Linked DNA regions of Pan troglodytes: region 2 is linked to region 1. The links are chromatin contacts, called in public HiChIP or PLAC-seq maps. All regions are on one chromosome and are shown on one strand. The core of a region is the stretch at or near the end of the contact, and the rest is flanking DNA. Distances in the headings are between cores, read along the strand shown.

Evidence for each region. HiChIP or PLAC-seq counts read pairs in DNA pulled down with a chosen protein or histone mark.
Region 2: a contact with region 1 is called in an H3K4me3 HiChIP or PLAC-seq map of stem cell-derived excitatory neurons, with 2.3 times the contacts expected there. The contact joins the promoter of GDF11 here to the promoter of PYM1 in region 1. A contact is called at or near these places in 1 of 7 Hi-C or Micro-C datasets (stem cell-derived neural progenitor cells) and 1 of 1 datasets of contacts at active chromatin or transcription factors (stem cell-derived excitatory neurons).

Annotation. Positions count from the first base shown.
Region 1 is chr10:40,080,369-40,085,905 of NHGRI_mPanTro3-v2.0_pri, forward strand. PYM1 (PYM homolog 1, exon junction complex associated factor) reads left to right here and starts at 2,817. Exons shown (of 3, transcript XM_009425175.5): 1 at 2,817-4,192. The coding sequence starts at 4,156. DGKA (diacylglycerol kinase alpha) reads right to left here and starts at 940. Exons shown (of 24, transcript XM_001169946.6): 1 at 570-940.
Region 2 is chr10:40,265,614-40,271,202 of NHGRI_mPanTro3-v2.0_pri, forward strand. GDF11 (growth differentiation factor 11) reads right to left here and starts at 2,906. Exons shown (of 4, transcript XM_016923257.4): 1 at 2,352-2,906. The coding sequence starts at 2,796.

The DNA.
Region 1 (5,537 bases), core at 1,567-4,066:
TTCTAGGTTTCCAGTTCACCATAACCTGCTCCACCCTCCCTCGAATATGTCCGGGGCTTTGGACACATTTTCTCCATTTGCTGCGCTCCTCATCTTCTTCCCGCGCCGGCGGCAGCTCTGCTTCTATTTTCCCTTCTTTCTAATCACTCACAGCCTCTCCCTTCATCCCAAACCTGGGAGGCCAAGATACCGGGCGGGCCGCTAACAGAACAGCTCGGCAGTTGGGCACCCAACCAACGTCTCACTCTCTCCTGATTGCTGCCATCCTGAACTTCCCTGACCAACTCCCTTCCATCCACCACTGACTTCACACTCAGGAGATCCCACGGGGGCAAGCCCAGAGTCCCAAACTCCACAACCTGACCAAACACCTCCCTCCCGCCCCGGGCTCTACCCTGCTTGAGACAATCTCCCCACCTTCTTCACGTTCCTCTTTCCTTTTAGACCTATTTTCCCCAGTCTAAGGACACCTCCTGTCAAGACTCATGTCCTCTCCTTAATTCTAGGGTGGAGGTTTGCACTTTGGTCTATGTCCACCCTTTCTCCACGCCCTCATCCTCCCACTTTACCTGCTGGCCTTGGCAGGTGGCACAGAAGGCCCTGGCCAAAAGTAGGGAGTGAAAGGTCCTTTCAGCTTCCCCTGCCTGGAGTCTCTTCTAGAGTCATTAAGGCTCTTGGGGTCGCATGGATGGTGGTGAAGGTGGTACAGCAAGGGAGAGAGATGGAGGCATAGGGACTTACTGGCAGGAACTGGAGACCCAGGCATCCTGCTCACTGGCCCCGCCCCAACCCCTGTCTAACTCCCTCCTACCCTTCATTGAAAATGGGGCAGAGTAACAAAGCCTTAGGTTCCTGGAATCGTCCTTCTTACACCTGGGGGTGGGAAGAAGGGGGAGGGGAGACCTCTGACTAGAAGGGTATATGCATGTGTGGGTATTGTGTATGCATACATACACACACATAATATATACATACTTTTGGTGGGTGTTGGAAAGGGAATGAATACATGAGGCCCTCTAGTGGAAACAGGGATATCTAAGCAGTTCTTGATTGTTTCAAGACAGGCTTGTTGGAACAGACTCCTCCACATTTGCCAGAAATATAGCTGCTGAGTAATAGTTTGGGAGTATTGTTGTTGTATCCAAACTGGAGATTTCGGGCATAGGTTGAAGAGGGGTCTGTCTCTCTGCTCCTGTGCCCCTCCAAGTCTCACCCTCTCACCCCCAATCATAAAAAGACAAGGGCCAAAAGGCCGGGCGCGGTGGCTCACACCTGTAATCCCAGCACTTTGGCAGGCTGAGGCAGGCAGATCACGAGATCAGGAGACTGAGATCATCCTGGCTAACATGGTGAAAACCTGTCTCTACTAAAAATACAAAAAATTAGCCGGGCGTGGTGGCACATGCCTGTAGTCCCAGTTACTCGCGAGGCTGAGGCAGGAGAATCGCTTGAACCCGGGAGGCAGAGGTTGCAGTGAGCCGAGATCATGCCACTGCACTCCAGCCTGGGTGACACGAGCAAAACTCTGTCTAAAAAAAAAAAAAAAAAAAAAAAGACAAGGCCCTTGACACTCCCCATCCTGTCTTTACAGTATTTTCTTCACTGTTAGCAAAGCTTCATCTCTCCTTCCTCTATGACCTCCTTAGTCATAGTAAACAAACTCTTCTTAAGGCCTTTTATACACTAAGTCCTGTACTTAGTTCTGCAATACAAGCAAAAACATAGCCCAGTTTAGGGACTATATCAATGAGTGGTGCAATGTGTGTAAAGCCTCTCTGCTCTGAGCTACTTTAAACAAACATACAATGTAAGAATAGGTCCCCTAACACCTCTGCCTATCAGTTTTCTGTCCCTGGATCTTTCATTTAGAAATCTTGGAACGATATTAATCTCTAAGGCACTCAGCTTTCCTTGCAAAGAATGCTTAAAGTAATGCCACCCTATGTATTACCTGTGTTTCTCACTCTATCGTCTTTAGATATGTCCCTAAATAAAGTTGAAGACACTCCTTTTAAGATAGTTTTTGGTACTTCAAAGTGGGGTGTAATGTTATCTCTTGAATAAGGAATAAGGTGGAATCAGTCTTATTCTAGACTTCTTTGTGTCTTCTTTAGGATCTGTGCTCCATCATACCCCAAGTCAGTTACTGGGGGGTGTGGGTGGGGGAAGAAAAGCCAAGAAACATCTAAGAAGGAGGCGTTTAATGCCTACGGTTCCAGGTGCTCATTTCTTTAATCAACCACATCATAAAAATCAGAAAGAAAGAAACCGCAATGAACAAAGGGAAAGGAAAAAACAACAGCCTGTTCTCCCCGGCCTTTTTTGCCCTGTTCCTCCTCAGGGTGGGGGGCCACATCCGGGGCCCCGGGTTGGGTCCCAGGCAGGTCTACTAAGCAGACAATTGAGTTTCACTTCCTGTCAACCCCAGTGCTGAGGCAGGATGTCTGGGGGTGGGAAGGGGGCCTAGGGTTGGTAGTGAACAGGGGCGACTTTAGGTTTCCCTCCTGCACAAAGGTCTATTGAGCAGCCTCTGAAAGCTGCAGAGACCACTCCTGAGGTAGTTCAGTCAAGACCAACGTATCCCATTAGTTCTTAGAGGCTTCATCCCACACTCTCACGTCTAATCATAACAAGGTTAAGGACAAGATGTTAGACCCTGCAGGGCTGAAGTACAATTGGTGAAAAGAGAGCAAGGGTTTAAGACCACAGTGTCACAACACTTGCAATAACAGTGTATCGTATGCAAATACTTTTTATGTATTTATTTTGAGACTGAGTCTTGCTCTATAATACAAGCTGGAGTGCAGTGGCACGATCTTGGCTCACTGCAACCTCCACCTCCCAGGTTCATTCCTCAGCCTCCCGAGTAGCTGGGATTACAGGCACTCGCCACCACACCTGGCTAATTTTTGTATTTTTAGTAGAGATGGGATTTCACCATGTTGGCCATGGCTGGTCTCGAACTCCTGACCTCAAGTGATCTGTCCACCTGGGCCTCCCAAAGTGCTGGGATTACAGGCATGAGACACCGCACCCGGCCTGGAAATACTTTTTAAATGAGCCCCACCCCCAGACATTCTGAATTGGCCTCTAGTGGAAGTCACAGACATGGAGGATGGGAAGGAAGGCAAGCTGCGGCCCCCAGAAAACTTCTGAGGCCTAATTTGTCTTATAAAGGTCCTAGTCAGCCATTGCTCAGTTTTTTAGTGTTTTTTTTTTTGTTTTTTGTTTTTTTTTTTTGAGACGGGGTCTCACTCTGTCGTCCAAGCTGGAGTGCAGTGGCGCGATCTTGGCTCACTGCAACCTCCGCCTCCCAGATTCAAGAAATTCTCTGCCTCAGCCTCCCGAGTAGCTGAGATTACAGGCGCCCGCCACCACGTCCGGCTAATTTTTTTGTATTTTTAGTAGAGACGGGGTTTCACCATCTTGGCCAGGTTGGTCTTGAACTCCGGACCTCGTGATCCACCCGCCTTGGCCTCCCAAAGTGCTGGGACTACAGGCATGAGCCACCGCGCCTGGCTTTTGTTTTGTTTTTTAAATGGGACATGCTGCCTAGTGTTGGAGGTAGTCACCAATACTTACTTCCTGCCTCCTCCCTGGTTCCAGGGGTACTGCTGGACATTAAACTAAGCCAAAGTGGGGATATAAGCAGGAAGGTAAAAGGGTTGATAAGGAAAAAGCTACATGAGGGTGGAGGAGGGCAGAGTTGACACCTGAGGAGAGGAACCTGCAGCCGGGCTCCTCCCAGGCTGTAGGGGAAACAAGTTTAACAGGACTTAGCCCTGAAGGAACAACAGTTGCTGAAACGGGCGGCGGAGGGAGACCATATGGGTTCGTCCGCAGAATAGGGAGGTACGGCGCAGGGCAGGACTACAAATGGAGTGACACTACGGGACCGGATTATTGGCGAGTTGCCCCGCTTTAGATCCTCAGCGGTTGGACGAGTTTAATTAGAATACTAAGTAGGTCCGCCCAGAAGCTTTCACCCTGCCCTCTGACCCTAAGGCCCAGCCCGAGGAGGCACTCAGGGTTAGGAGGTCTCGGCGAGAAGCAACTAGGGCCCTTATCACTTCGCCGCCGAATCCCCGGCGCCGCCCAGCGGGGCAGAGCCAGGCCAGGGCCGCCCGCCCAACCTGGTCCGCTGCCTCTTCGGCCATGGAAGCTGCCGGCAGCCCTGCGGCTACGGAGACAGGTGACCGACCCGCGGCGCCCTCCGCCTTGCACGCCCCTCCCGCGGGTCTCTGGTGGTTGAGTGGGTTGGCCGACAGCAATCGGCACATGAATTCGACCTCCCCACCTTCTTAGGGTTAGATAGGGTCTCCAACCGTCTCTAGAAACACTTGTGCGCCCCAGTGCGTCCTGGAGTTTGTCTGCTCCACGTCACCAAGCCGCTCTGAGATCTGGGTGCAGGCCAGAGCCTGGCTATTCTTCCTTTCTTCATTTATAAGGCCCCCTTTTTGGGTGCAGGTGGGCCTTGCGCCCTTTTCCCTCGCAGGTCCTGGACGTACGAGGAGTTCCTGGGGATGAGAGGGACTGTGCCTCGGAACTTCTCTTGGCTCCCTGAGGACTGTTTTACAGGCAGCAAGCGCTCAGTAATGGTATCGGTGGCAGTAAAAGAGCCCACGGCTTTATTTTATTAACTATTTCAGCTTCTCCACTCTTCCTCCTCCTCCACCTCCGCCCATGAAATGGTGCACTCTCCCTTTAAGACTAAGATGGTGGCTTGCTACGATCGGGACTCCACTTCCGGTGGGGAGGGGGGCGGGACCCCAGCCCGCTCACGCCGGAAGTGGTTTGCGTTTTCAAGATGGCGACTCCCTATGTTACTGACGAGACCGGCGGTGAGTGCGGGAGGCGCGGAGCCGCTTCTCTCCGGGCTCTCGGGGCAGGGGTTCGGACTTGGAAAGGGGTCTGTGCCCCGCCCATCCCGGGGCCCCTCCTTTGCCCCGCCCCCCGGACCGCCTTCCCCATTCATTCTCTCCTACGGGGTGTCTCCTGCGCCCCCTTCTGGTCTCGTGTTTGGGGTCTCTGCTTCCGGTCACCCAAACCCTGGGGTCCTTCAGTGCTGGTCCCTGCTTCAGGACCCTCACAGGCCCTTAGCTTTTCTCCAGCAGTTGGAGCACTCATATCTCTTTTAGGTTCTTCAGGCTTGGGGGCTTCTACACTCTCATTTCCCTCCAATTCCTGCCCTCCTTCTTTTCCCCTCCCCCATCTCAGCTATACTTGCTTTCTGCCCTACCCCAGTCCCGTTTTCATTATTTTTCTCGAAGCTTTATTTGCTGAAGACCTCCTCGTTTCTACATAGTACCTTTTCCTCTCCCGTATCTTCATCTGTTGGGTCACTGAGGTTTAGAGGTGTGAAGGGAAGAGGACCCTAATACAACTTTCAGCTTGAGTTTTCTCCCTGATGGAGCCACCCTTCGCTACCTTCTCCCGTGATGGTGATAGAAATTGAGGGATCTAAGGTGGGAAAAGGCAAACAGGAAAGTATCTAGTGGCTTTTCTCCGAAGCCCTTTGACAAGTGAATAAAACCCAC
Region 2 (5,589 bases), core at 1,656-4,155, 190 kb after region 1:
GGCTGGTGGCAGGCAGCAGGTCAGGTTTAGTAGGCGGCGCTGGTGGGAGAGAGAGGTCACTGCACTATTTTCAGCAAATGCCCAGCCCCCTCCCTGCACACCACCTCCCCTTCCCCCCACCCTAACCCCCCCAACACACACACTCCCAACCATGGCTGGAAGGCCTAAGGGCAGGAGGTTGGGCTGAGAGGGCAGGGGCCTCTTGGTGTGGGGAGGAGAGAGAAACTCGGGCTGGGCTTGGCTCCCAGAAGGGCAGGGGGCTGGGTTCCCAGGATGAAGGCTTGGTGGGAGAGCCTGAGAGGGTAGAGGGAACTAGGGCAGGCAGAGCAGCCTAGGAGAGGTGGGGGCTGGGGTCCAGGGTTGAGGGCTGGGGGAGGGGAGGGAGGGGGAGGGGAACGGAGGCCATCTCTGCTGACAAACACCTCCCCCGATTAGCAGAGCACAAGTCTCTTATTAAAGCGGGTCCCTGGGGATTAGACTATAAAAGTCTCTTTTTCCTTTTCCCCTCTCTCCCTCCCCTCCCCTCCACTCCCCCTCCCTCTCTTAAGAGCTCAGCTAGGCTCTTAAAGGGGACGTACAATACCTGGCCGGAGACCCAGTTCCCTACTTGTACAAGTCCTGGGGTGGCACGGGACTGTAAGTTTTGATGGGATCCTACCAGCTGGTGTCCCCTTCCCACCGACCCAGGCCTCACCTGCACAGCCCACCTCATGTAGGCAGGGTCCCTTCACTTCGTGTATCCCCATTACCAGAGCTAACTCTGGTGGGCTCAGGCCTGTTGGTTAAGGGATGCTAAGGATATTTAGGGGCAAGGAGAAGTCCACAGCCCCATCACCCATCCTGGAAATCTTCACACACACTACACCACAGAGACTAGAGTATCTTTTCCCCCTGTAACCTTCATCTTCCAGCAAACTCTTGATCTGAATTCCTCTATAACTCCGTTTCCTAGAAACCCCACCCCCTACCCCTGCCCTCAGTCGATCTGAGACTGACCCTAGCTTCCATAAGCAGAAGGCTTAAGAATAGAAGGGAAACTGAGGAACCCCAGACCGGATCCCCATACCTCCCACCCCCACAGCCAGTTTCCTGGTTCTTTGAGTTTAACAGCCCTGACCAAGTCTTGTGGAATTGAGGTCTGCAGAAATACCAGGGGCAGTGTGAGGCACTCAGCCTCCCAGATGCACACCTGGGTTCCTGTGCCTCTCCCATGGGGGTAGGCCACTGGGACTCCCCTCAGCCCCCAGCTTTTTATGACCCATCTGCCAATAAACCAGTCTCCCCCGTCTTCTGTTCACAGCCATAAAACTAAACTCTGTGTGTGTTGCAGGGGGCTGTGGGAAGGGGGGAACCTTGCCAAACCACTAGGGAATAAGAGAGGCCTGGTTCCCTGTAGTTGGGGGGGGGGGGAGACCTCAGTGGGGGAGGAGAAGGAGTCACCTGACCCTAAGGAGAGCTGGAAAAGGGAGGGTGTAGTATTCGCCTGGATTTTCCAGGCCATAAAATTTCAAAGCAGCTCATGTCTATTATATGTTCATCTTCCGTTTGGTCAGGGGCTCGGATGCCTGGGTTCCTGCTCCCCCATCTACTACTTTCTCTTTTTTCCTAGGTCTTCGTCTCTCTCAAGTCCACCTGCAGTAGGGGTGGGCGAATAAGGGATGGAACACTAAGGTTTGAGTAGCCAATGAGTGTCCTTAGCCCCCAGCGCAATGGAGTTGAGCTCTCCGAGCTCGGTCAGTATCAAGAAGGCACAGCTTTTCCGACCCCTTGGGATACCCGGTCTGAGACAGGGGTCAGGATGGAAAGGGTGCCAGCTGGGCTGCCAGGAGGTGTACAGGGCTCTGGGACCCTATTCTTGGGAGAAAGCACACAGTTCTCTGCAGGCGGTTGGGCACGTTGCGAACGGAGCACGGAGTGGGGAGTTACCGCCAGGGCCACTGGGAAGCAGAGAGCACTGCAGTCCAGCTGGGGCTGCGGGGGTCCTGCAGCCTCCCGATTCTGTTCTCCAGCCTCCCCACCACGGCTTTTCAGGACAGAGTCACTGCCCAGCCCCAGCTTCCCCGGACTCCAACAAGGATCTTTTTAGCATACTGGGGGTGGAAGGCACTATCTCGAAACCCGCCCCATTTCCCCCGCCCCAACCTCCGGGAACTAGGCGTGCATACAACTTTGCAGCCCATCTCCACCGCTCGGAAAACTTCTATGAAGTAGCCCCCGCTCCCTAATTCGTCAAGTTTTCGCAGAAAAAGCTTCCGGGCCGGGGCAGCAGGGAGCGCCCCGCTTGGAGCAGAAGGCGCCCTTCGCGGGGCCAGAGCCAGCACCCCACTGCTCGCGCCCCGCAGCCCACTTACTCTCCTGGGCCATGCTAATGACGGTCTCGGTGGTGGCGTGGTACTCGTCCTCCTCCAGGAAGTCCTCGGGCTGCAGCGCGTCGCCCTGGAAGTCGTGTAGGTCCAGGATCTGCTGCAGCGGCGGCGCCTTGGGCAGCAGCTGCTTCACCACCTCGCGGCTGATGTTGGGCGCCTCCTTGAGCCGCAGTTTGCTCAAGATCTGCGACTTGATGCTCTCTAGGCGCAGCTCGCGGCTGTGCTGCCGCCAAACGCACACGGGGCAGCCGTCCGGCTCGGGCGCCACGGACGGGGCTGGCCGGCTGGAGCGCTCCCCCCCGACCCCCGCCGCTGCCGCCGCCGCCGCCGCCGCCGCCGCCGCCGCGGGGCCCTCGGCCGCCTCCCCCCGGGGCCGCAGCTCCAGGGCGAGGAGCAGGAAGCCCAGCAGCAGCGGGGCCGCGAGCACCATGCTGGAGGGGAGGGGAGGGAGGACTGGGGGGCGGGGACGCCGGAGTCCCGCGGGGAGGGGGCGGAGGGAGGAGGGAGGAAGGAGGAGGGGGTCCGGGCGGCGCGGGATTGGGGGCTGCCCGGCCGAGGGGGGACCCGGGGGGCCGGGGGCGGCGGGCGCGCGGGCGGGGCGGGCGGGCGGCCGGGGCGGGCGGCTGGGGGGGCCCGAGCCCGGGCCAGGCCCTTTATAGCCCCGGCCCCCGTGTCGTCAGCGGCCGCGATTGGCTGCGGAGCCAACAAAAGAGGCAGCGCTGTCATCCGAGGCGAGAGAGGGAGCCGGAGAGAGCCGAGGAATAGAGAGAGGGAGGGAGTGAGGGAGCAAGGGCCAGAGAGAGATGAAGAGACAGAGATATGAGGGGGCGGGGGGCGGATATAGAGGGAAAGTCAGAGCCAGAGAGACCAAGGAGAATCAGAGAGATAAAGGGGGAAGAGACAGAGATAGGAAAAGGAGGAGGAGAGAGGGAGAGACAAAGGAGGAAAAGAAGAGTCAGGGGGAAGACGCAGAGGTGAGAGACTTAGCTAGAGAGGGAAATTGTGTGTCTGTGGGAGACACAGAACCAAGAAGGAGGAAGACTGGGACAACTAGTGGGAGAGTTAGAGTGGAGACAAAAATGGGGAGAAGAGGGGTACCACTAGATAGGGGGAGACAGAGGTCTACAGAGCCAGACCAGAAGAGATCGGGGGTCATGGAGATGGGAACAGGGGCAGAGGAACAGAGGACAGACGAGTGCCCTGGGAAAGGGGTGGGGGTGGGGGGATGGGGGGGAGAGAAATCAGGATGGGGGAGGAGAGAGAGGGGCACAGACAGGGAGACACCAAGGGAGCCCCTGAGGAGGCAGGTGCAGGGGATTGGGGGTGGGGGAGAGGAAAGGCAGAAACTCCTGAGAGAAGGAGCCACAAGAGTCAGCCTTGGTGGGAGCACAGAGAGCCCAGGGGACAGAGGTGGAGAACTTGAGACCAGAGGAGCTCTAGCCACCAGAGGTAGCCCAAAGAAGATGCTCAAGGAAGCCATGGAAGGAAGCACCAGGCTAGGCTCATCAGAGGGATTAAGGGGACTAGGAGAGGAAGAGGTCAGGGACAACCTAAGAAGGTGGAGAGGTGATGGGAAGAACTGAAACAGAGGGAAGACATAGAGCTGGGAAGACTGTGAGCTTGAAACTGGGGCTTAACAGGGCTAAGGTAGTCAGCCGGCTGGAAAAGGCAGGAGCTAGAGGCCACTGGGGGAAGGGTGAGAGGAGATGGCTGGAGGCTGTTATACTTGGGGAGAAATCTAGATCTCTGGATTTCTAGCTATATCTTTGGATCTGCAGGGTCTTAGAAGTCTGAGAAGGGGCTGGAGGTTGCAAGGGTGAGCATGGGAAAGAAGTCTGCGCTCAGATGCACGAGATGAAATACAGATGTGGGACCAGCCCTAGTCTTCAGGTGTGATCCTGGGCAGTCAGAGAGCAGAGTAAAACAGTACTAAGGTGAAAAAATGTTTTGAATGTGCTTAACTTCTGACTTCAGGTTTTCCAGGCTTATTTCTGGATCTGAAAGCCCTGGAGCAATAGTCAAATGGAAAATGTTTGTGCCAGGCCAGGCGCGGTGGCTCACGCCTGTAATCCCAGCACTTTGGGAGGCCGAGGCGGGTGGATCACGAGGTCAGGAGATCGAGACCATCCTGGCTAACACGGTGAAACCCTGTCTCTACTAAAAATACAAAAAATTAGCCGGGCGTGGTGGCGGGTGCCTGTAGTCCTAGCTGCTGGGGAGGCTGAGGCAGGAGAATGGCGTGAACCTGGGAGGCGGAGCTTGCAGTGAGCCGAGATCGCGCCATTGCACCCCAGCCAGGGCGACAGAGTGAGACTCCGTCTCAAAAAAAAAAAAAAGAAAAGAAAATGTTTGAAGGAATCAGGTCTTGCTAATTTCCTGGCATTCACAATGTTTATTTAATAAATGGATGAACTTTATTATTGGGCTTCTCAGAATAGAGGGGCATTGGTTTCCTCTCTGGAATTAAAGCCCAATAAAATATCTTAAAGTTGGCTTGGCATAGGCATCAGGAGCACCAGACATAAGGATAGAGTTGGGTTGAGGAACTGGAGTAAAATAAAGGAAGAAACTGGGGATCCAGGTATGAGGGGAGGAGGTTGGGTAGGGGTTAGGAGGACCAAGCTGGGGAGCTTTGAAGAGACAATCCATTTCCATGGGTAACAGAAACTGAAAACAAAACAGACAGGAACAAAAACTTAGCTTGTTCCCTCCCTTGCTTTCAACCAAGACATGGGCATTTCAGCATTTCATCAAGTTTCTTCATCTATAATATGGGGCCACAATTCCTACCCTTAACTGGTTGTGGGGATTACATATAAGCAATCAATAGTGGCCTTCATGGGCTTCTTCTCCTTCATGATTCTTCCTTTCCTTTCTGATTTTCCAGAGCAGCGATTGCCTTTAGCACATATTCTGGCATATCCTATTTTCTAAAATGTTTCTCTGTCATTTCTTCAGCAAAATTGGAAAGGCTGTGAGAGCAAAGTTGGTGTCACCTCCTTCTTCTCCCTTAGAGAAGGTAGTACAGACTTCACTTCCTCACCAAACGTGTATCTAGTGGCAGGTACAAAGATAAATGAGATGCAAAAGTAAGTAAGACTCAGCTCCTTTCCTCAGAGAACATATAAACTAGAAAAGACACTAGGTAGGCCGGGCGCGGTGGCTCACGCCTGTAATCCCAATACTTCGGGAGGCCAAGGTGGGTGGATCACCTGAGGTCAGG